Linked DNA regions of Sus scrofa: regions 1, 3, 4 and 5 are each linked to region 2. Evidence: chromatin contacts called from public Hi-C and HiChIP or PLAC-seq data. All regions are on one chromosome and are shown on one strand. Each heading gives the region's core, a stretch centred on a gene start, on an enhancer-like site or on the middle of the called end of the contact. The rest is flanking DNA. Distances are from core to core; before and after follow the strand shown. Region 1 has its middle 120 kb from the start of LY86. Region 2 has its middle 130 kb from the start of RREB1. Region 3 overlaps RREB1 (ras-responsive element-binding protein 1). Region 4 overlaps RREB1 (ras-responsive element-binding protein 1). Region 5 has its middle 140 kb from the start of LY86.

The links. Hi-C and Micro-C count contacts between places; a contact is called where the count stands out from the background. HiChIP or PLAC-seq counts read pairs in DNA pulled down with a chosen protein or histone mark.
Region 1: a contact with region 2 is called in an H3K27ac HiChIP or PLAC-seq map of skeletal muscle. The contact joins two enhancer-like sites. A contact is called at or near these places in 2 of 2 datasets of contacts at active chromatin or transcription factors (alveolar macrophages and skeletal muscle).
Region 3: a contact with region 2 is called in an H3K27ac HiChIP or PLAC-seq map of skeletal muscle. The contact joins two enhancer-like sites. A contact is called at or near these places in 3 of 47 Hi-C or Micro-C datasets (liver and skeletal muscle) and 2 of 2 datasets of contacts at active chromatin or transcription factors (alveolar macrophages and skeletal muscle).
Region 4: a contact with region 2 is called in an H3K27ac HiChIP or PLAC-seq map of skeletal muscle. The contact joins two enhancer-like sites. A contact is called at or near these places in 2 of 2 datasets of contacts at active chromatin or transcription factors (alveolar macrophages and skeletal muscle).
Region 5: a contact with region 2 is called in a Hi-C map of skeletal muscle, with 2.1 times the contacts expected there. The contact joins two enhancer-like sites. A contact is called at or near these places in 3 of 47 Hi-C or Micro-C datasets (liver and skeletal muscle).

What each region holds. Positions count from the first base shown.
Region 1 is chr7:4,224,962-4,229,106 of Sscrofa11.1, reverse strand. No RefSeq gene overlaps it. Among named protein-coding and RNA genes, the nearest start is that of LY86, 120 kb to the right of the region's middle. Within about 2 kb of position 2,081, at least 66 of the 83 cell types and tissues checked have an H3K27ac peak or open chromatin away from gene starts, as enhancers often do. A contact at or near this core is called in skeletal muscle, where this site is marked.
Region 2 is chr7:4,375,869-4,380,176 of Sscrofa11.1, reverse strand. No RefSeq gene overlaps it. Among named protein-coding and RNA genes, the nearest start is that of RREB1, 130 kb to the left of the region's middle. Within about 2 kb of position 2,861, at least 4 of the 83 cell types and tissues checked have an H3K27ac peak or open chromatin away from gene starts, as enhancers often do. A contact at or near this core is called in liver and skeletal muscle, where this site is marked.
Region 3 is chr7:4,590,691-4,594,650 of Sscrofa11.1, reverse strand. All of the region lies in intron 6 of RREB1 (ras-responsive element-binding protein 1), which reads right to left. Among named protein-coding and RNA genes, the nearest start is that of RREB1, 80 kb to the right of the region's middle. Within about 2 kb of position 2,155, at least 17 of the 83 cell types and tissues checked have an H3K27ac peak or open chromatin away from gene starts, as enhancers often do. A contact at or near this core is called in liver and skeletal muscle, where this site is marked.
Region 4 is chr7:4,610,659-4,614,771 of Sscrofa11.1, reverse strand. All of the region lies in intron 8 of RREB1 (ras-responsive element-binding protein 1), which reads right to left. Among named protein-coding and RNA genes, the nearest start is that of SSR1, 73 kb to the left of the region's middle. Within about 2 kb of position 1,426, at least 31 of the 83 cell types and tissues checked have an H3K27ac peak or open chromatin away from gene starts, as enhancers often do. A contact at or near this core is called in skeletal muscle, where this site is marked.
Region 5 is chr7:4,244,579-4,248,538 of Sscrofa11.1, reverse strand. No RefSeq gene overlaps it. Among named protein-coding and RNA genes, the nearest start is that of LY86, 140 kb to the right of the region's middle. Within about 2 kb of position 2,043, at least 16 of the 83 cell types and tissues checked have an H3K27ac peak or open chromatin away from gene starts, as enhancers often do. A contact at or near this core is called in skeletal muscle, where this site is marked.

The DNA.
Region 1 (4,145 bases), core at 832-3,331, 150 kb after region 2:
CGAGGCAGGATGTCCGAAACGGGGAGTGCCTTTGGGACGAAATGGATGTTTCAGATTGGTCGGGGTGCACCCGAGTCTGGGGTGTTAGTTTGGGGGTTGCTAGCACGAAGCCTAGGTGCAGATGGGCTCACGCAGGCAAGGACCCAGAGAGAGCCCCGGTGAGCTCGTTCTTCGGGGTTTGCGTGGAGGAGGACAGTCTGGCAAAGGAGGCTGAGAAGAGAGGGGAATCGGGACAGGGAAGAAAAATCCAGAAACGGTGGCCCTAAGGGGGCCAGGAGGGGAGAGGGGGTTTCTGTCTTGCACCCAAGCTCAAGGGTCTGGAAAGATGGCTGAGGTAGGTGACATGGAGGCCAGCCGTGACCTTGGCACGAGTGGAAGTCGGATTGGATTGGGTAAATGTTTGGAAGGAGAGAAAGTGGATATAAACTGTGTTGACAGCTCTTTCAAGAAGCTTGGCTGTCGGAGTCCCCACCGTAGCGCAAGGGGATCAGCGGCGTCTCGGGACTGGCTGGGCAGGTTCGATCCCCCCGCCAGGCACAGTTTAGGTGGAGACTGGCCTGGGAACTCCACATGCCGCAGGGCAGCCAAAAAAGAAAAACAGAAGGTTGGCTATAATAGACGAGAGCAGTAAATGGAAGTGAAAAAAACTGTTTTCAAGCTTCTGGGGCGGGGGGGGGGGGGCGCAGTGGAGAGGGAGGGGCAGAGAGGAGTAGCGGGGTCAGTGAGGGACTGAAGCCCTTAAGTCACCTGCCTTTGATGCTTGCTGGGTGCTTCTGCCTTTCAAACAGAAGGGATGCCCACGGCATTGGGTGCCTGCCCATGACGGGCGTCTGTAGGCTTGGTTTGTGTTATTCTGATGAAGTTTGAGTCTAGGTCAGTGTGTCCACTTTGGTCACATTATTAGAATCCCCCAGGGAGCTTTTCAACCTCCCTTATGTCCAGGCTCACCTCGCAGGCTCATTACATCAGAATCTCTATGTTGGAATCCAGGCATGGGGGGGGGGTTTAAAGTCCCCCCACCAGCCAGGCCAGAGCACAGCCCCCGAGGGATCAGGGTCTCTGCTGGAGGTCAATGGGGGGGGGGGTCAAGGGAGTAAACTCTGGGAGCAGAGGCCACTCACCAGTGCTGGCGGCAGCAGCATGAGGCCCTCCCGAGGTGGGTGATGCTGCGGTTCCCGTGCCGACTGTCTGCTTGGCTCCATGCTTACCTCCGCAGAACCACCTGCTGGATTTCAGGTTTGAGGGCAGCAGGTGGTAGAGGCTTTAACTTCCATGCCTCCATTTCACCATCTGAAAAATGGACGTAACGGCACCGCCTTCTGGGATCCAGTGCAGTTCTGGGCACACAGCTTCGGGCAGCTCATAAAAGTCACCATTCGCATCTGCACATAACCCTCCTAGGGTGCGAGTTGGGGCAGCAGTGAGTGAGAAGGATAGATGCGCACTGTACAGACGAGCTTGTTCAACAGGCCGTGAGGACTCTGGAGGGATTTCGGTCTGCGGGGATCTGCTTTTGGAGTCCTGGAGACGGGGGCGGGGGGAGGGGGAGCAGGAGATCTGGCCACTCGGGCCGTCCTCACAGGGCCCCGGTGCACTGTCCTGCTTGGACTTTGTTGCTTTCCATCTTTTCTGGAACATTCCGGCCAGCGCACAGCTTAGGGAGCAGGTGATGAAAGATTAGGGCTCCCATTACCCGGGCTGATGGAGTGGTATCTAGTAAGCGGGACAGGGAGAGCCAGAAGCCTGGTTCTCATCCTCCCTGCTGGTCAATTACCTGACTGGCTACGGTCAGTCGGCATGAGTGACAAGGGGCACATTTTTCTAACTGGCTCCCGCAGGGCCTCGCCATCAGCTGAGAAGCAAGCCTCTGCCGTGAGGTGGGGCTCTGGGCTAGCCACGCGGAACAGGAGATACTTATTGGAGCGGCTTCTTATCTCTGGTGTGCCTTCCTCCAGGGGACCTGTAGTCATTACGGGAACCCTTACTTTGCTAAGTCCCGGCCAGCGACGGCGGTGTGCGACTCTCACTGGCGGCCATCTTGCCCACAGAGACTACAAGTCCCAGCATTCATCGCGCGCGTCCCGGCCACGCCCCCTGCGAGCGGGGAGGCCCGGGCCAGCCCTCGCCGCCCTGGTAGATGTCCTTCCGTAAGTCAGGCGAGCTCGCAGCCTGCCACCCCGGCCTCAACTTGGGTACACGCTTTGTTTCAGTGCAGCGGTGGCGGCCCGTTGGTCCCCGCGGTTTCTTTACCCCGTGATGAGCCAGGAAAAGCAGATCTGCGGCAGAGAGCTGCCCCAGGGCTCATTCATTCCACCATCCACCAGAACACTGGCAAGACGGAGGGTTTTGTCAGATGGGAGCTGGGGTAGTGAATAAAAAAAGTGAAACCAGATGTTCTTCCCTCTGGTTGCTTCATATCCACGCAGGGGCTTGGAGGAGGAGGCCGTAAAAATGTCACAGCCCTTGATTCCTGAGGCCAGATTTACGCTCTGTGTAACCTTCCACCATAAATCCCCCACCTCGCTGGAGCGTCGGCTTCTGAAGGGGCAGAGCCCAGCTGCAGCGGTGACCAGAGGCTGCAGAGGATGCAGAGTGGACGAGGCGGGGGAGCACGGGGGCAGGGAGCCTGGCTGGGAATCAGCGGTTGCTTTTCAAGAATTTTCAAGTGGGCAAAAGATGTTCCAGGATTGACTTGGAGTTTGGCCTTCTTGGGAGATAAGCCAGGCTCTATTTTGCATTTTAGCCTGAAAGGGAACATGATTGCTCTTTGGAAAGTACTGGTAGAAGCAAGAGAACTCAGTAAGGACGGAACCCAGAGAAGCAGGGTTGGTCCAAGTGCCCCTAGGAGGAAGGAGAGGTGGACACTGCCCCAGGAGGGGGCATCCTCCAGAAGCTGGAATGTGCCCTCAGAGCTGCGGGAAGGGGAAGCCCTGGGACTCTGGCTTTGCAAGGACCGTCCTATCTGCCATGGGGGGATGGGCCTGTGGGGGTGGGTCACGAAGGAAGCAACAGCTTAGGAGGCTCTGACCAAAGTCCAGGCAAGTGATGACGGTGGCTTGGTCCAGGTGGAAGCCACAAACACGGAGAATGGAGACTGGGCTCAGATGGGAAGAAGCAAGGATGCCTCCCAGTTTCTGGTGAGCGGCTGAGTAGACAGTGGTGACGCCACTGAAACGGAAGCCTAGAGGAGCTTCAGGTCTGTTGAGGGGATTAAGACTTGGGTTTAGACACATTTAGAAATGCTTATAGAGAATTCCCATTGTGGCTCAGTGGGTTAAGAGCAAAGAACTGGTATCCATGAGAATGCAGGTTCCGTCCTTGGCCTTTGCTCAGTGGGTTAAGGATCTGGTGTTGCCGTGAGCTGTGGTGTAGGTTGCAGATGCGGCCCAGGTCCCCTGTGGCTGTGGCTGTGGTGTAGGCTGGCAGCTGCAGCTCCAGCTGGACCCCTAGCCTGGGAACTTCCATATGCCACAAGTGCGGCCCTAAAAAGAGAAAATAAAGAAGAAACACTTAGAGACACCTCCAGGGATGCTTTAGTGACCTGGTGGGGGTGGGGTCTAGAGATGGGAAGAGAAGCGGGGGCTGGGCTCTTCGTTATGGAAGATACTTAAGAAGATAGGCGTGAAGCTCCTGCTCAGGCCACAGCTGCCCTGTACTAGTGATGCCCTGTACTAGCGAGTGTGGTCACCTCCTGACCTTTGTATAGCTGCCAGCCAGTGCCAGGGGGCCTTGGGTCATGGCTGCAGACACACGGGTGACAGTCCTCCCACCTGCAGTTGGCGTCTCTCCATCTTCCCAGCTGGGCTCATGAGGCCGCCACGATTTCACTGCAGGCCTTCCTGGTAGCTGCCGGCCTCTGGTGGCCCTTCCCACGTGACAGGAAACCTCCTTACCAGCCTGACCCCAGACCAGCGGCAGTCTCCCCAAGTTCTCCATTTCTGTCTTTTTTGCATCATCTGGCTCGAATGTTCTGCTCTCTTAATATGTCTCCAGCTTGTTGACATTTTTACAGTGGGCATAACCTTATTGTTTCATTATTAGTCATTAAATAGGAATGATTTGCTTTTTCGTTTGGGCCATGTGGCTAAGAGTGTTGCACTAGTTTCTAGCACCTTCTAAACGGCCAAGTTCCGATAGCTTGAAAC
Region 2 (4,308 bases), core at 1,612-4,111:
ATGAACTGTATGAGTTGTTTGTATATTTCCTTTTTTAAAAAAATTAGAGTTGATTTTCAGTGTGCCAATTTCTGCTGTACAGCAAAGTGACTCAGTTATCCATATATATACACACATTCTTTCCCTTTTAAAACTTGTTATTGCTAGCATAAATAAGAATTTTTGACTCTTGTACGTTTATTATATGTAGTGACTTCATCAAATTCTTTTAGTATTTATAATGGGTTTTTAAAATAGAATCTCTTGGTTTTCTAGGTGTACTTATCTATCTATAACCATATCTGTATCTTATTCTAATATTTATACTCCCTAGTTAATTTTCTTGTCTTATTGCATAAGTGAGAACTTCTAAAAGCAGGCTGAACAATTTTGGTGAGGGAGGCCTCTGTGTCATAGTCCAGATTCTCATGGAATGGCTTTAGCATTTCATTGTTCAATACAATGTTTGTCATTGGCTTTTGATATATAGATTTTTACCATACTTAAAAAAAATTAGACCTGGCTCCTGGATTTTGTCTAATGACTCTTTCTTCAATATTGATATTATTTTCCCCTTTCTAAATAAACCTCCCTCCCCCCCAAAAAAAAGCTTTAGAAATTGTTGCCATCAGCTGATAGTACACTTTTGCAGCTGGCAGTGGATGTCACATTTGGGAAGCCTGGTGTATCCTCTGGAGTCCTTGGCGGGTGTCTTCTTGGAGCTGTGGGGCAGGACACAGCAAGCCAGAAACCAGGGCCTTCCAGTAAGGGGTGGAGGCGAGTGTGTCACTTCTGAAGGAGCGGAGGGAGCACCGAGGCGAAGCCGGGGCAGGGATCCCCAGCTGTCATCAATCACGATGCCACCGTGAGCCTGGGAGGCAAGGGTGGGGTAGAGCGCTCGGAAGTCAGTAAGATCCCTCCCCAGGTGTTGGGCAGAAAATGTGAGGAACCTGTGGAGCAGACACCTGTGTCTGGATGTGACCTGCAGCCGAGGTCACGGGCCAGCGCAGGTGATGATGACGTTGCAGGCGTGGTCCATGCGGTGCCTCCCGCTCCGGGCTCCTTGGTAGAAGCCAAGGGCTTTGCCGCCTTGTCTTCCTCTGGGTCGTCTTGAAGAGTTGGAGAGGCATCAGTGACTAAGATGCGGGGTCCAGCTGAACAGGATACGCAGCAGTCTTCCCCAGTTATTACAGAATATGCTCTCATCCTCTCTGAAGGGAGGGTCACTTAAGCCAAAAAATCTTAGCTAATCCTTCACAAAATAAAAGCACAACATTGACAGAAATCTCATCTGAGGGTAGAAAGGTATAAAGAAAAAAAGCATAGCTCGTGATTCTCATCCCTTAAAGATGACGTCAGCTGACCTAGTAGTGTATTTTCCTTGTTTTCCCATATGCTTTGTGGTCATCCAGCGTCTGTATAGATAAGCAATTATGTTTGCCTTCTTCATCGTTTTCATATTATGTGCCTTTCCTAGTGCCATCGAGGTAGGTGATCAGGGAATTTGTGTTCAAGCTCCAGCCTCAGCGCCTGGCATATGCACGAGGAGCTTATTTGTTGAGTGAATATATTAAGTCATTAAAACAGAAATTCCCGGAGTTCCCGTCATGGTGCAGTGGTTAACAAATCCGACTAGGAACCATGAGGTCGCGGGTTCGATCCCTGGCCTTGCTCGGTGGGTTAAGGATCCGGCGTTGCCATGAGCCGTGGTGTAGGTTGCAGACGCAGCTCGGATCCCGCGTTGCTGTGGCTCTGGTGTAGGCCGGTGGCCACAGCATCGATTCGACCCCTAGCCTGGGAACCTCCATATGCCATGGGAGCGGCTCAAGAAAAGGCAAAAAAAAAAAAAAAAAAAGAAATTCTCATTGTGGCTCAGTGGGTTAAGAACCTGACATAGTGTCCATGAGGATGTTGGTTTGATCCCTGGCCTCGATCAGTGGATTAAGGATCTGGAGTTGCCACAAGCTGTGGAGCGGTTTGCAGATGTGGCTCTGATCCAGTATTGCTGTGACTGTGGCGTAGGCTGGCAGCTGCAGCTCCCATTCGACCCCTACCCTGGGAACTTCCATATGCCACAGGTGTGGTTGTGAAAAAGAAAAAGAAAAAGAAAAAGATGTGTCTGTGACCGGTAGCTGTTAAGAGCTACGTGAAATTCCCTGGTGGGCGTGCCCTGATTTATGCAGCTCTGAGCCCGCTGCTGGCTTCCCACGCCTCTGCCGTCCCGAAGCTCTAGGAGGTTGTAGAGGGCACCGGTCTCCTTCTCGCCCCCACTTTTGTACCTGATGTTCCCTCGTTCCTCTGCCCCCATGCCCAGCTAGCATATCCTTGCCTTCTGGGTTGCAGCCTGGCAGACGCTTCTGGCACAGCTGCGATGCCCCTCCCCCCATTAGTTAGAGTCCCTGTCCCTTGTCCCCCAGCCCTCTGGCACACCACCCAGGCTCCTGGCAGCAGAGAGAAGGTGCAGCCTAAATAGGTCATTGAGGAGAACTTACTGACAGACTGTTTACAGAGGCGAAGGCAAGGTTACGGGAAACCAGCAGGGGAAGGCAGCGCACCTGGGCGAGTGTTGGGGAGACCCTGTGCCTGAGGGGCAAGCAAAAGAAGGGGCTCCTGGCGTCCAGAGAAGACTCTGGACAGAAGCTGTGGTAGAGGAACACAGAAAAGGACAGTCTGTGTTCTGCCAGGGGCGGGGGTCCTCCCCCTTTTTCTCCTTCCCCCAGAGCCTTCTGGAGGCCCCCTGACTGGCCAACCCACCAGGAAGCCAGGGAACCTTGGATAGAGCGCCTGGAGGACCCAGCGCCTGGAGGACGCGGTGCCTGGAGGACAAAGTGCCTGGAGCATGCAGTACATGGAGGACTCGGTGCATAGAGGGCACAGTGCCTGGAGGACACAGTGCCTGGGGGACACAGTGCTAAAGGCCGGCAGCCAAGCTGAGGGCAGGGTGGAGGGGGGAGGGCAGTGTACCTGGAGGGGCAGACAGAGCATCCAGAGTTCCGGGGTACCTCTGCCCAGCACCTGTCTGACCCTGGATGCTGCCACTTTTGCACCCCACAGCTCATGAGAGGTCTTCTAGGTCAGGTGCCTTATCTTTAGGGGGTGTTATCCCCCAGGAAATAACTCAAAGGCGGGAACCTGTCCGCAGCACCTCTGTGGATAATTGCGAGGATGAGAAACGCCAGTGGGACGTGCTGCGATCCCGCCCTGGCAGGAGTGCCAGAGGCTCTGTTAACACCTGCCGATGGAGCACGTGGTATCACACACGACAACAGCGAAGCGTGCTGGGTATGACTTTCTCAGACCATGTCGATGTGTCCTGTATAGAAAAAGCTTGGAGGCCGATAGGTCCATGGTCGTTAAGAAGCCCTGGACAGACGCCCTCATCCGTGATCGAGGAGAAAACAGCGGGCGTCTGCTGGAATTCGTCGCAAGTCCCGGCGAAGTAATGACAAGAGTCGGGGCTGACAGCTCATTTTAGGAGGCCGGATGGAAAGCCTCTTGGCTTTTGTCAACTCTTGCTCCAGCCCCCAATATTTGGTTGGCACGGAAGCTCCTTTTCCAAGACCCCGTGGTGGGTTTGGGGCGGATTCGTCGGCTGACAACCAGCAAAGGGTCTTGGAAGTTCCTCGCGGCTTCGCGTGCACGTGCGTCCCTGGAGCGCCTGGTACGAGGCGGACTCTGACTTCAGGGCTGGACGGGGCTGAGGTTTCCCGCTTTGGCGAGGTTCTGGGAACTGCGGAAGCCCTTCTAAAGCCGATGTTTTTTGTTGATAAATATACAAATTACACGACCTCTGTTGCCCCATCTCCAGATGCTGGTGCCCGCCTGGTGGAGCACGTGGCCTCTGGTGGAGAAACCCCGTGTCCTCTGGGCCCCTCCATCAGCCCCAAAGAACGGCCTCAATTTTACTTTGTGGAGCAAATATCGCCCCAATGATGGCTTCAGTGTCCCTGACATAAATATTACCACGTTGAGAAGGCTCTTTCCAAACTGCCACCCTTTCCAGCTCCAGTTATTTTTATGATCATCATCTTATATTTCTCCCATTATCCTCACGTAAGAGGCTTAAAATTCTCCACGGATCCTTCCCAACAGCCCCAGGGCGGTCCTGCAGACTTCGCTGATGTGGAATTCCAAACGCATCGTGACCTAGAGCGAGTCCACTAAACCACCGCGGGAACAGGCCTTATCAGCGGGTAGCACTTGCTGTGTTTCCACGACTCTCAAAGATGCAGTCAGGTGCCGCTGTGGCCGGGCCTTCCTGGAGAATAGCCGCCTGCGGAGGCATGTGTCGGCCGTGACCTCGCCTCCTTTCAGGCATCATCTCATCTC
Region 3 (3,960 bases), core at 906-3,405, 220 kb before region 2:
CAGGCACCAAGCACCTGCTGCGCGACTCGTTTCAAGACGGGCGGGCCCAGGCCTCTGCATCTTCCCCTCCGCTCTTGAGGAGTAGCAGGTGCAAAGCTAGTTGCGGGGTGCCCTCCGAAACTCGATTATGACCGTGACAGATTTTCACAGGGCCCTTCCTCTTGCTGGGCTTGGAGGGTAAAGAAGTGACACTGCCCTACCTCTGCTCCTTCAGCCCTTTAATGCTGGCCACCTGTTCAGATGCCCAAGTTCGGCAGTACACGCCAAGGGCTGGCTGCGTCTAAGCATCTGAGAGTTGTGTGCTAAATTCAGAGCCTCTGTGGTCTCGTCTGTCACGGAGCAGGTCACATTTCTGAGCAGCGCATGCTTTCTTCCCGCATAACAGGAGCACATAAGCCTCTGCTCCTGAAGACTGCCCACTCTCCGGCGGCATCCGCAGGGCCTGCACCTGCTGTGCTCGGGGGCAGATAAAGGCAGGCCCACTGCGGGGGGAGCAAGACAAGCAGGAACCCCCTGCCTCCCCTGCACCTCTGACACCCACACCTGGACGGTTACACACCCCTGCTCTCTGGAGGGTGTGCCGGCGCCCGAGGGGACCTCTTCCGAGGATGGAGGAGTGAGTTAGAAAAGCCTGCTCTGGCTCCTGCCAGGGTCTCTCTCCTGCGTGTCCCTAACATGATATGCGCCCCACGACCCCCTGCACAGCTCCAAAGTCCACAGTTCCTAAGATGAGGAGCAAAATGGATGTTAATTCCCTATTTTATAATTACGATTTTCCAAAGAAAAAGACCCATTTCAGAGATTGGATTCTTTCCAAATGAGATCCCTTTCAATCCTTTCAAGTATCATCACTTCTTCACAGCTCTGCCGTCTGGCACTTTCTGGAAAGTTGTGCAAACTGCAAAGCTCAGTGCCCTTTTTCCTACACTGCACGCTCCCAGAGGGCGGGCCCTGGCTCAGTTTCCCAGGTTTGTTTTGGAAGACAAGCACGGCTCAATCCAAACTTTCAACATGGGAGCAGACTGATAAGGAGTTCTGGGAAGTTAAAAGCCGGAGCCACGGGGATGTTTCCATGATACGTGTTTTGCACTGTGATGGCAGCCTATTATTCTGCTCAGGAACTAGGCTATTTAGAAAGGTTTGGGATAAAGGATTTTCAAACCTCAAAAACATGAGAATCTGCAGACAGGGATGTGGCAACTTGAAAAACTATACCGGATATGATACTAAATTGAGACGGTCTCTCCTCCAAACTTTTTCAAAATAAGCTGGAACTGGCATCACTCTAAGTCTCCCTATTTACCAAATATACAATTCCTTTTTATTTTTTTACATTTGTAAAGTTTTGGTGGCATTTTATTTACTGATTTACAAAGTGGTGATAATTTCTGCTGCACAACAAAGTGATTCTGTTACACTTTACACTTGCTTGCATGTATTTATTCATTTATTTATTTTTGTCTTCTTAGGCCTGCACGTGTGGCATGTGGAAGTTCCAGGGCTAGGGGTCAAACTGGAGCCGTAGCTGCTGGCCTACACCAAAGCCACAGTAACTTGGGATCCAAGCCTTGCCTAAAACCTACACAACGGCTCATGGCAACGCCGGATCCCTAACCCACTGAGCGAGGCCAGGGATGGAGTCCATGTACCCATGGATCCTAGTCAGGTTTCGTTCATCGCTGAGCCAGGATGGCAACTCCCCACACTTGCCTTCGAACGAAGTTTTAAACTCTGTGTGCAGTGTAGGTAATGGGCTTATTAATGCTACACTGCAACTATCAACGTGACCACACGTAATTTGATCTGCTACCTGATTCTGTGAAATGTTTTTTTTTTAAATAAATATGACGGTTCTACTGGTTGACGGTCCTCTCATAAAACGACAGTGAAGGAAACACTACAGAAGGACTGATTAGCCTCATAAACAAAGACAACAAATGAACTCTCATAAAATGACTCGTGGCCAAAGGAGAGAGAGTTGCTTTATAAAGTGGGTAGCTGCAACGAGTATCTCCTCATCAGCTAGGAATAACTGGAAATGGAGAAGGATGCAGCTCTCGAGGTCCACACTGTGAGATGCATAGTGAAGCCCTCTAGGGGTTAAAGCAACCAAAATCTGGGGTGGAGTCCAGATCTGCCTCCTCCAGCACGCCGCTGGGCAGTAAACACGGGCAAGGCGGGGCTCAGCCAGGAAACTTGAGTGCGTGCACACATACGCAGGCACACGGCACTTGGGCTCGTGTAGATGACCTTGAGAACGGGGTGAGCCGGGGGCTGAGGGCAGGGGCACTGGACCAGCCTTGTGCGATTAGGCCTCGGAGAACCCGACCTACAAGTCCACACTACAGGGACTCACATCACAGAGGGGTCCTGCAGCCCTGAGGGGAGGGACTGACACTCAGCACAGAGTCCTGTCACAGGTAAGGGGGCCCAGGGCAGGTGACAGTGAAGGCAGAACAGGGCCCTAGGGGTAGGTGCCCAGCCCTGGCCATCGGCTCCCGGCTCAAGAGTCCCAGCTGCTGCCACAGATCTTGAAAGCAGCAGCAGCAGCAGCAGAAGGAAAATGAGACACAGAACTTCTTGGTTTTGAGCAGCAAACACACAGTCCACTGACTTCCTTTCACGCCTAGAAAAATCAAACAAGGATGCAGCTACTCCAGACTCGGGCCCTCACTCTTCTTTTTAATTCCTGCACACACATCCCAGCGGGGCTCTGGCCCCTGATTAATGTAACACAGGTATTTGCTCAGGAGAGATCACAGCTCACCACTGGAGTATCAGATTCTGGAACAGATCCACCAGGACAAATAAATCTAACTCTACTCTCTCTGGCACATTTTTGTAAGTGTTTTCACATTTTTATACACATTTCTTTCCAAAAGCACAGTTTCACCAACAAGGGAAGGTGGTGCTGATTGCGACTGAGGACTGAAAACCAAGTGCTCTTTTAACGCATTGTTTGCGATTTTCTACAGAGAAGATGAAATAAAGGCAGTGTGATCAACTCAAATATTCTAAATAAAGTTTTGATGTTTAAATTACCAGTTTAATCTAGGAAAGAACAAAGGGAAAAATAACTTCTTCATTCATTTTCTGGCATTATATGACTGTTCAGCCGTTACACCTTCCCTCAGTGGCACAAAGAACAACGACATTAATGACCATTTATTTAAATTTATTTCTAAGTCCTAGTTAACTAACCATTATCTTATGTGCTTGGCATGTGTTAAATCATGAATCCCCTGCAATGTTCCAATTGGCACAGTAGCACCGCCTTCTACAGATGAAGTGACCAAGACACAGGGAGGTCAATGAACCTGCCAGGGTCACACAGCTCGGAGTGCTCACCTCTCGAAGGTGATCACAGGGGTGCCTTCAGCTCTGAAAGCACCAACTCAGAAAGACCCCCGACCCAGCACACTTCCATGGTACCCTACAAGCCTTCAAAATGCTCCCACAAACACTCACTGCGTTTGAGCACAAGTTCTGAATGAGGTTTTGCTATGCCCTGTTGGTAAAGCAGAGAAAACTGGAGATTTCCGAAAAGTTCTACAGAACTGGGACTAGAACTCGGCCCCCCAACGATTAGCCCCCTCCTTCAAATCAAGATGACTCACAATAAATGAAATCAGCACAAAATCCAAAATTAGCACAAATGAACACCCTAAGGCCTGCTTTAACAATACTTGTAGGAGCTCCCATTGTGGCTCAGCAGGTTTAGAACCCAACCAGTATGTGTGAGGGCACGAGGACGTGGGTTCGATCCCTGGCCTCACTCAGTGGGTTGGTTAAGTATGTGGTGCTGCAAGCTACAGTGTATGTAGGCTGGCAGCTGCAGCTCCAATTTGACCCCTAGCCTAGGAACTTTAAGGGCTTCAGGTGCGGCCCTTAAAAAACAAACTTGTCAACAGCAATTTACCAAAAACTCCAATATGCACTGTTCATAAATGAGAAACATAT
Region 4 (4,113 bases), core at 177-2,676, 240 kb before region 2:
GGATGATGTTCTTGTTTGTGCCCAGATCCATGGCCAGTTCTCAAAAAACCCCAAAAGTTAGGCTCTTCAAGTCCCTGAACCAGGGCCCGCCCCGTGGGGATGGACGCCGCAGAGCCGTCCTTTTGCATCACGTGCCTGTAAGGGACACTCCGTCCGGCCTTGTTACTAATTTTTAGAGGACAGCTCATGGCTCTGGGCTGGGGTAGAAACGTGGTGTGATAAACACACGATTGTGGCGTGGCGATTGTGGCGTGGCGTGGGCACTCTGCAGGGACGAGGGCGGAGGAAGAAGCCGTCCGCGGGGCAACTCCCAGCAGGGCTGACAGTGACTTAACCGGCCCCGGCCAGGAAACAAGGAACGGGTAACCACAAATGGAGCGGTTTCCCCAATAACCGTGCCGAGGACCTGCGACGGGTGGTGACCGCGCACACAGACTGCGAGTCAGGCCAAGAGAAAGGTGGAGGCGGAGTCGCCAGCGGGTGACCTACAGAGACAGAAAACAAGGCCACCAAAAATCTGAGAGAAAAAATATTTTAAACCTTGAGGGTCCACAGTTCTGGGCGTAGCTCCCCCCAGGTTGCTACAGTGCCCCTGGGCTCATCTGGGGGTCCTGACCCTCCAGAACAAGGTAAAACGCTGAAGAGCAATCCAAAGAGACCCCCTGCTCCCTGGGGCGCCTGATTTTCACATCCTCCTGTCAAGCTGAGGGCCAGGCACACGATCCTGTCACCGAGAAAGGGTTAAAGAAAACTGCTCTGTTTCATTATGCTAAACGCACTTCTGAAAGACTGCTGTGGCAAGTTCCAAATCTCAGGAAACACTTCTTCAGAATCTCAGCTTTCCCCACAAGCTAAGGGAGAGGACCTGCCGTCCCAGCGTGTAAAGGTGTCAGGTGCTGCCAGGCTTCGGGAGGTCTGGGTTTCCGCACAGCCGGGATCCCAGCCTCTGGGAGGCAGGAGTCAACCCACGTCTAAACAGCCATTCAGTTACCCCATCTTTACGAAAGCGGAAGTAGGAGTGCCGCCTTATAACAGGGACTAAGGGCCGACCCGTTCCCAAGTTCTGCCACGGGAAGAGCACCCAGTTCCTTCTCCGTTTCACTGGAAGGGGTTCCCAGCGAGGGACACGAACCCCTAACTTAAGTGTTGCAAGGCTGAACACACTAAACAAGACCCACGTTCAAATAACAGCATCAGGGAAAGGTTCACGGAGTGTTTGTCACAGTCGGAGGACTGGGGCATGCCCTTCATCCTCACGCGTCCCCACGCCCATCTTCCAGGTGGGGGGACGGAGCCCAGGGTCACGGAGATGCCAGGCTCAGGCAAGGCTGGAGCTGGCTGCCCTCCCTCCACCGCTGGGCTGTCCTTCAGAGGACCAGTGCTGCGGGCAGCCCAGCTCCTGCCACGCCCGTGTCACATCCTCGAGGCCTGCCGTCTTTGTAGCACTCTGGCCCTGTCCTCAGAAGCTAAGAAGGCGGCAGGCACCCTGACTACTTCCTCAGGAGACTGAATTTCTTACTCATTATAGCGTTTTAACCGAGGGACTGACATTCCTTTTTTAAAGGGATTTCATGCTTCGTTTTCCCTGTTCTGTCTCCAGAGGCAAGGAGGGGTGAGTGCAAACAACCTCTGGTCGGGGCCCCACCCAGTTCAGACATTCCTCTCCCCCTGCCCACCCCTGCCCTCCCTCCAGGCCCAGCCAGAGAACTGACATCCAGCAGCTGCACTAATCTCTCCCAGTTGCCAGGAGCAACAGTGATGGCCCTGTGACAGGGCCCTGGCCCGCAGCGGCCTGCCCTCCCCACGCCCAGGAATCCGCCGGGCTGCACACCGCGTCCTGACGCCCTGCCCGGGCTGTTCCACCGAAGCGGCGTGGTGTGAAGCGGGGCAGGTCCAGGGGCTGCTCTGCGGGTGGGCTGGCGGGAGCCCAGGAGCCGAGTCTCGGAGGGGCCGTGGGCAGGATAGGGAGGGGGCAACCCTGCCCAAGGTGCCTCCGGCTTCCGGCTACGGAAGGGCACATGCCCTCCCCTCGCTCAGCCCCCAGCATCGTTTCCAATCTGCTCCACCTGGCTGAGCCTTGGAGACCCAGGGACTCTTAAATTTGAGATGCTGACGAGGATTTTGTCATGCCCTCTCCCTATTTTTAGGTTGACATTTAACAAGCACGGGACCAGCGCCATGGGAATCTCTGTTAGGGTCCCCTGCAGATGACGGGCGGGGGCGGGGCAGAGGCAGCGGGGTGCAGTGAAGGGAGCCGAACACTCCTCGGAGCACCGGAGACTCCAGAGGAAGAAGGTTCTGGCACCTCTCCCCCACCCTGGCGGCACAGGGAGCTGCCCCTGCAGAGCCCACCAGGTTCCCCTGGCACGAACTCCCACTGCAGATTTAGGGGTGTCTGTCTCACAAACATCCAGGATCCCGTCGGATGGGGCAGAGGCCCTGAGCCGGGCAAGCACATGGGGGCGCCACGGCATCGGGGGTAAAATGCCAAGGGCAGCTTTCGGCCTGCCAGCCAAGCTTGGACAGCAGGCCACCGGCCCACCTGGCCTCAGCCTGACCCCCTTCACTCCGCGAGAATGGCTCACTCACTGTTTTCTGACGGCCCTTAAGGGGCCCTGTCTCCACCGTCACTGCTTTTCTCTTAAGTCTGGTCAAGCGCCTGGCGCACAACAAGCGTTCATTCATTTGCCAGATGCAGTTTAACTGAAATAATTTTTAAATTATTGAAATAATTTAACTGAAACAATTTAAAAATTATTTATTACCTGATCTCCTTTCATCCAGAAGCCACATAAGATTAGGTAACTTTTGCCAGATTCCACCCCCAGCTGCAGCCACAGAGCCACTGGACCACCCAGATGCCTCCTCTCGCAGCCCAGCCCCCACGACAAAGCCCTCCCAGCCTCAGGTGGGCCTGCCCTGGCGCAGGGGGCTGCGGGGGGGCTTGGAAGATGCCTGTTTTCATCGAGGTGGGCTGCAGTTTCACCCCGTGCGCCGGATTGCGAAGATATCATATGAAAACCAGAATGTAAACACAGCACTGACGACTTCTGTAGTGGCACCCCATGCTGGATGTACTGGTATGTCGGCAACGCATGACTGACTCTGCTACTTCTTTTTCTTTTTAGAAGGTGCTACTGGAAATCCTGAAAGGGCCCTCAGCCTTTCTGCAGTGGTCGGGCTGACCTGGACTCCTTCCCGCCCAGCGCGGATGGCCTGTTACCCTGTTCTATTCTTAAACCAAGCACAACGTTCAACACCGCAACGTCCCCGCAAGGGATGTCCTCTCCACACCACCTGCTCGCTGGACGCTCTGTCCGTCACCTCCAGCTCCAAGGGCCAGTTCCCAGTGAGCCTGCGCTTCTCGTCTGGGGGGCTGCGCGGAGGGGCCCAGCTGCCGCCCGTCCTGCAGAGGCGCAAGCAAACCCGACCCTCACCCTTGGGGCGGCTCGAGTCTTGGTTTTGCTCTGTGCTCACACTTCACTGATTGGAAACACAGGGGACTTCGGGCGAAAGGCCTCAGTGTTTACACGGGTCTGGATCGCCAACACCTTTTATTAAGGAACAACGGCACCTTGCCAGCTTCGGGGACAGGGGTAAGGGCAGGAGAGGGAAGCCAACAGCTGTTTTGAGTTAAAAGCTTTCTGTCTGAACTGGCAGCATGTCCCAGCGTGGCTCTGCTGCCTTTGGGGTTTGCAAATGGAGCTGGTGCCTATTTTAGCCCCGGGTTAACAAGCGGTCTCTCTCACCAGCTCCTGTCACAGTTCACTGCCCGGCTGGGCCCTGCTGGCTCACGCCTGCCCCCGCGGCATCCTCTGATAGCAGGCTATTATGTGGAGGGCAGAGCTGAGAGGAGAAAAGGGAAATGAACTCCGTTCTGTAATCAGCTCCTCTGGTTTCCAGACGCAAGCCCCACCCACCGGCAACAGCCAGCAGCAGGGGGATGGCCCGCTCGCCGTCCCCTCGCCCCCGTGGACGCAAGGCAGCCTCTTCTTCCGCCACTGCCAGCGGGCCGAATCCCCGCGCGGCTACACAGCTCCTGCAGCCCAGCTCCCCAGACAGAGGGGCGTGACCGAGTGGGCGAGGGGGACAGGCAGGACTGGAGGTTTACCT
Region 5 (3,960 bases), core at 794-3,293, 130 kb after region 2:
TCACCTTTCGAACTTGCTGCCTTTTGTCTGAAGAGCTCAGAGAGCTCTGTGGACTTTCTCCCAACACCCCTCCAGTGAGATGAGTCCTTAGCACTGACTCAGGGTCTTTTGCCTGTGGGGAAACTAAGTCATAGGTGGTCCCCACTGACTTCCCTGGAGCCACCTGCAGAAGAAGAAACAAAACCAGAACTCTCTTGAAACATCAGCTCTTGTTGGGCTTGGCAAACATCGAATTGAGATTTTTAGAGTCAGGAACAGGTGAGAACATTTTTATGGTACACAACGTGTTTTTTAATCTTGACAGTTTTCTTTAATTACGTGTTTGGGATGTGAGCTGCGGGAACCTTGCAGTCTGACTTGGCAGGGGCGTCACGGAGCCTCTTGTTGTTCCTCTTTGCTTTGTTTTCATGTCGCTTTTATGCTTCTTGACTTATTCGCCTTAAGCTTTAGGTTCCTGGGGTTTAAGGTCAGACCAGAGGCAGAGCTTCCACAGGTTCCGCAGGCCTTACAACCAGAGGTCTGGGTTTTCCAGAAGTTCTACGAAAGTCGGCACAGCTTTCTTGGGGCCGGCCTCGCCTTGGTGATGAAGCAGCAAAACCTGAGCCAAAGGCGAGCTGGGCAGAGGGTGACTTTGCTAAAGCCGATGCTGCTTTCTCACTGTGGACGTGAGTGCCCAGGCCCCCAAACCACAGAGGACCCCATGGACAGAGACCGCCTACCAGCTCCCCTGAGTGTCTTTTCCACTCCAGTTTCCCCCGCCTAACACTGGGAAGCCAAAGTCATTTATTCCTGGGCAAAACAAAAACAAACAAACAAAAAACTCATTAAAAATGCTTTTCCTGGAGTTCCCTGGCAGCCTAGCAGGTTAAGGGTCTGGTGTTGTCACTGCAGTGGCTCCGGTTGCTGGTGTGATAGGGGTTCAATCCCTGAGCCAGGAACTTCCGAGGGATCATGGCCACGGCCAAGAAAAAAAAATGCTTTTCCTGTCAAAGAAATAAGAACCATTATTCTTTAGGAAGCTGACTTTTACACTTTGTGAAAAAGTCAAAGTCATACCAGCACTGGATTCTTTCCTTTTGAGCCATCAAACTCCTAGAGCAGGTGTTTAGATCTGAGGGACGACGGTCAGGAGCCTCGCCCGCCCATGGGCAGTTGACCTGCCTCTGGTGTACTATTTACGTTCAGGTAAACAATGCCTTTTCATTTTTCCACTGTCGGCAGGATAGTCCAAGGATCAGATCACCCTAAACGGTGATCTGGCACATGATTGGCCGCAGAGGACGAACTCACGTGTCGTGCTTTTTTTCCCGGAGGCAGCGGTAATGAGGAGGATTAGAATAGGGTTGGGTTAAATTCAGCTTCCGCTATAGATAGCCCAAAGATTTCGTGGGATAGGCTTGTAAAAATCCATTTGTTGTTTATCTGAAAATCTCATTTAATTGGGCACCCTGTACTTTTAAAATTTGCTAGATCTGGTTGGCTAGTCGGGTTAGAGCTGGAAAGTCTTCACTGGACAGCATCCTAGCATCCTGCATCCTGAGAGATTCCCAGCATGCTCTCTGTTCCATTTTGTTTGGCTTGCACCTCTAGATGAGCCCGCGGTTCTTGTGGCTGCTGCCTCCGTCCCCATGAGAAAGACGGAAAAATGAGTTTGTAAGGATCTCTCTGATCCTCAGTGAATACCTTATATGAATGAAGTTATCACTTTAAATGAACCCCGTCAGCGGCCCTTGTTACCTCAACTCCTAACATCTGCCTTCAGGCCATGAGGGCCGGGGGGCGGAAGGGTGGCAGAGGGTGGGAGGGGAAAATCTGGAAGATGCAATGATTAGACCCACTCTCCCCTCCGCTGTTCTAGAATAGCTCTAGCGGCAAAGAAGAAACGCGGCATCGCCGAGGGATATCTTCTGCTCTGAGCGATGCTTCTGCTCCTGGCAAAGTTTTCAATGTGCTTCCTTCCCGGGTGTCCCGGTCTATTGTTTTCAGCTGGGCTCCGCACGGAGCTGGAGCGCTGAGTCTCCTTCTATAAACTGACCCCTGGTGGTTGCTATAGCAACTGCAAAGGGAGCGCCCTGAGCTGGGTAAACAAGGCTGATTCCCAGGGCTGGGCCGGGGGAGTCCCGTGTGCCTGAGAAGGGGTTTCTGGGGCGAGTCGGAAAGGCTGCAGGACAGCCCCCCTCATTCCCTCCCCGCCCACTGCCCCACCCCTCTCGCTCCCCCTCCCCCCTCCCTCCCTCCTCCCTCCTTCCTCGCCTTCCCTTTGCCCTCTCCCCTCCCACCAGACCAGGATGTGGGAGGGAAGCGTGCAGGGGCCTGCCTTTGACGCCGGGGAGCTGAACACCGTACCCCTGAAACGACATCTAAACGTTCCCCTAGAGCCCTAGGCTAGAGATGTGCCAATCTGACCCTGACAAACCAACCACCTGTGTCGCTGCCACACCTGCTTCAGGCCCGAGCTGCCGTGGGTGATGCGGGCCGGGGCTTCGCGGCCTCGGCGGCGCTCTGGGGTAATCCCGCAGGCGGAACCCGAGACAGAAGCGCAAGGTTTCTGAGGCCTGCGTGGCTCGCCTGAGGCTTTTTCCTGTTTTGGAAGGAATGATGGCGAAAGACATGTGGTACCTAAGAGGGCTGTGCCTCTGACCCTCAACACAGACACACGCAGCACACATCTGCACACACGTGCATGCACATGCAACACACATGCACACACACGTACACCCATACACACCCACACAAACAATACACACATGTACACATGTACACAGAGATACATAGTAACATATACATGCATACATATACATGTACACACATGCACACATGAATACACATGTACACACACAAGTACCTACACGCATATGAACACAATACACATGCATACACACGCACACATACGCATGAATACACTCACATGCAGACACATCAATACATAATACAGGTGTGTACACAAACATACACACTTCCATATACATCCATAATATATAGGCAGGTATATACATATTCATATACATGCAAACGCACATACACCTGCTGGCAGGAAGCCTTCCGCATGTAACAGCAGAGGGTGTATCTTCAGTTTTCTCTGGTTAGTTCTCTCCTGCCCTCATCCAGTTGAAAGTTTTGTATGTTAATATGAACTCTGTGGCGCATCTCACACCACGACTTGCCTGGAGGCCTCCTAAAAAGTTCCTCCACACGGATGGATTGAGGGGAAATCTGGATTTTATATTTTTCACAGGCCAGTACAGGTTTTCATTTTTTTCTATAAAAATCAGTATTTCTGGAGTTCCCATTGTGGCTCAGTGGTTAACAAATCCGACTAGGAACCATGAGGTTGCGGGTTCGATCTGTGACCTCGCTCAGTGGGTTAAGGATCCTGCGTTGCTGTGGCTGTGGTGTAGGCCGGCGGCTACAGGTCTGATGTGACCCCTAGCCTGGGAACCTCCATATGCCACGGGTGTGGCCTGAGAAAGACAAAAAAAGACAAAAAAAATTCAATATTTCTCAATTTCCCTGATGGGAAGTCTAGTATAAAGAACTATATTTACTTTTATAAGAATTGTTTTTATGGGATTCTTAATTTTCTAAAGTGTTCACACAATAGAATCTATTATTTCATTAGCTCCTTATAGTGAGCTCCAGAATCATATAGGGAAATTGATTGTACCTCTAATCAGTTCTTCAGATGAGGAAACTGATATATGAGAGATTAGATATGACTATATTACAGGGATATTAGCGCTTAAAACTTTGGATATAAAAGAAATTATCAAGGTCTGAGTTGGCAGTATTACTAAGGTGTCTTTCTGTATTTATATGACTCTAGATAGTAAAGAAAGTTTACATAAGCTATTTTATGTAGAAACTACAAAGGTTTATATTTATACAGCATTTTCCTCCAGTACAGTCAAATATCTTCTATTTAGTAGTATTCTTTACAGTATCTTTTCACAGTAGGTGACC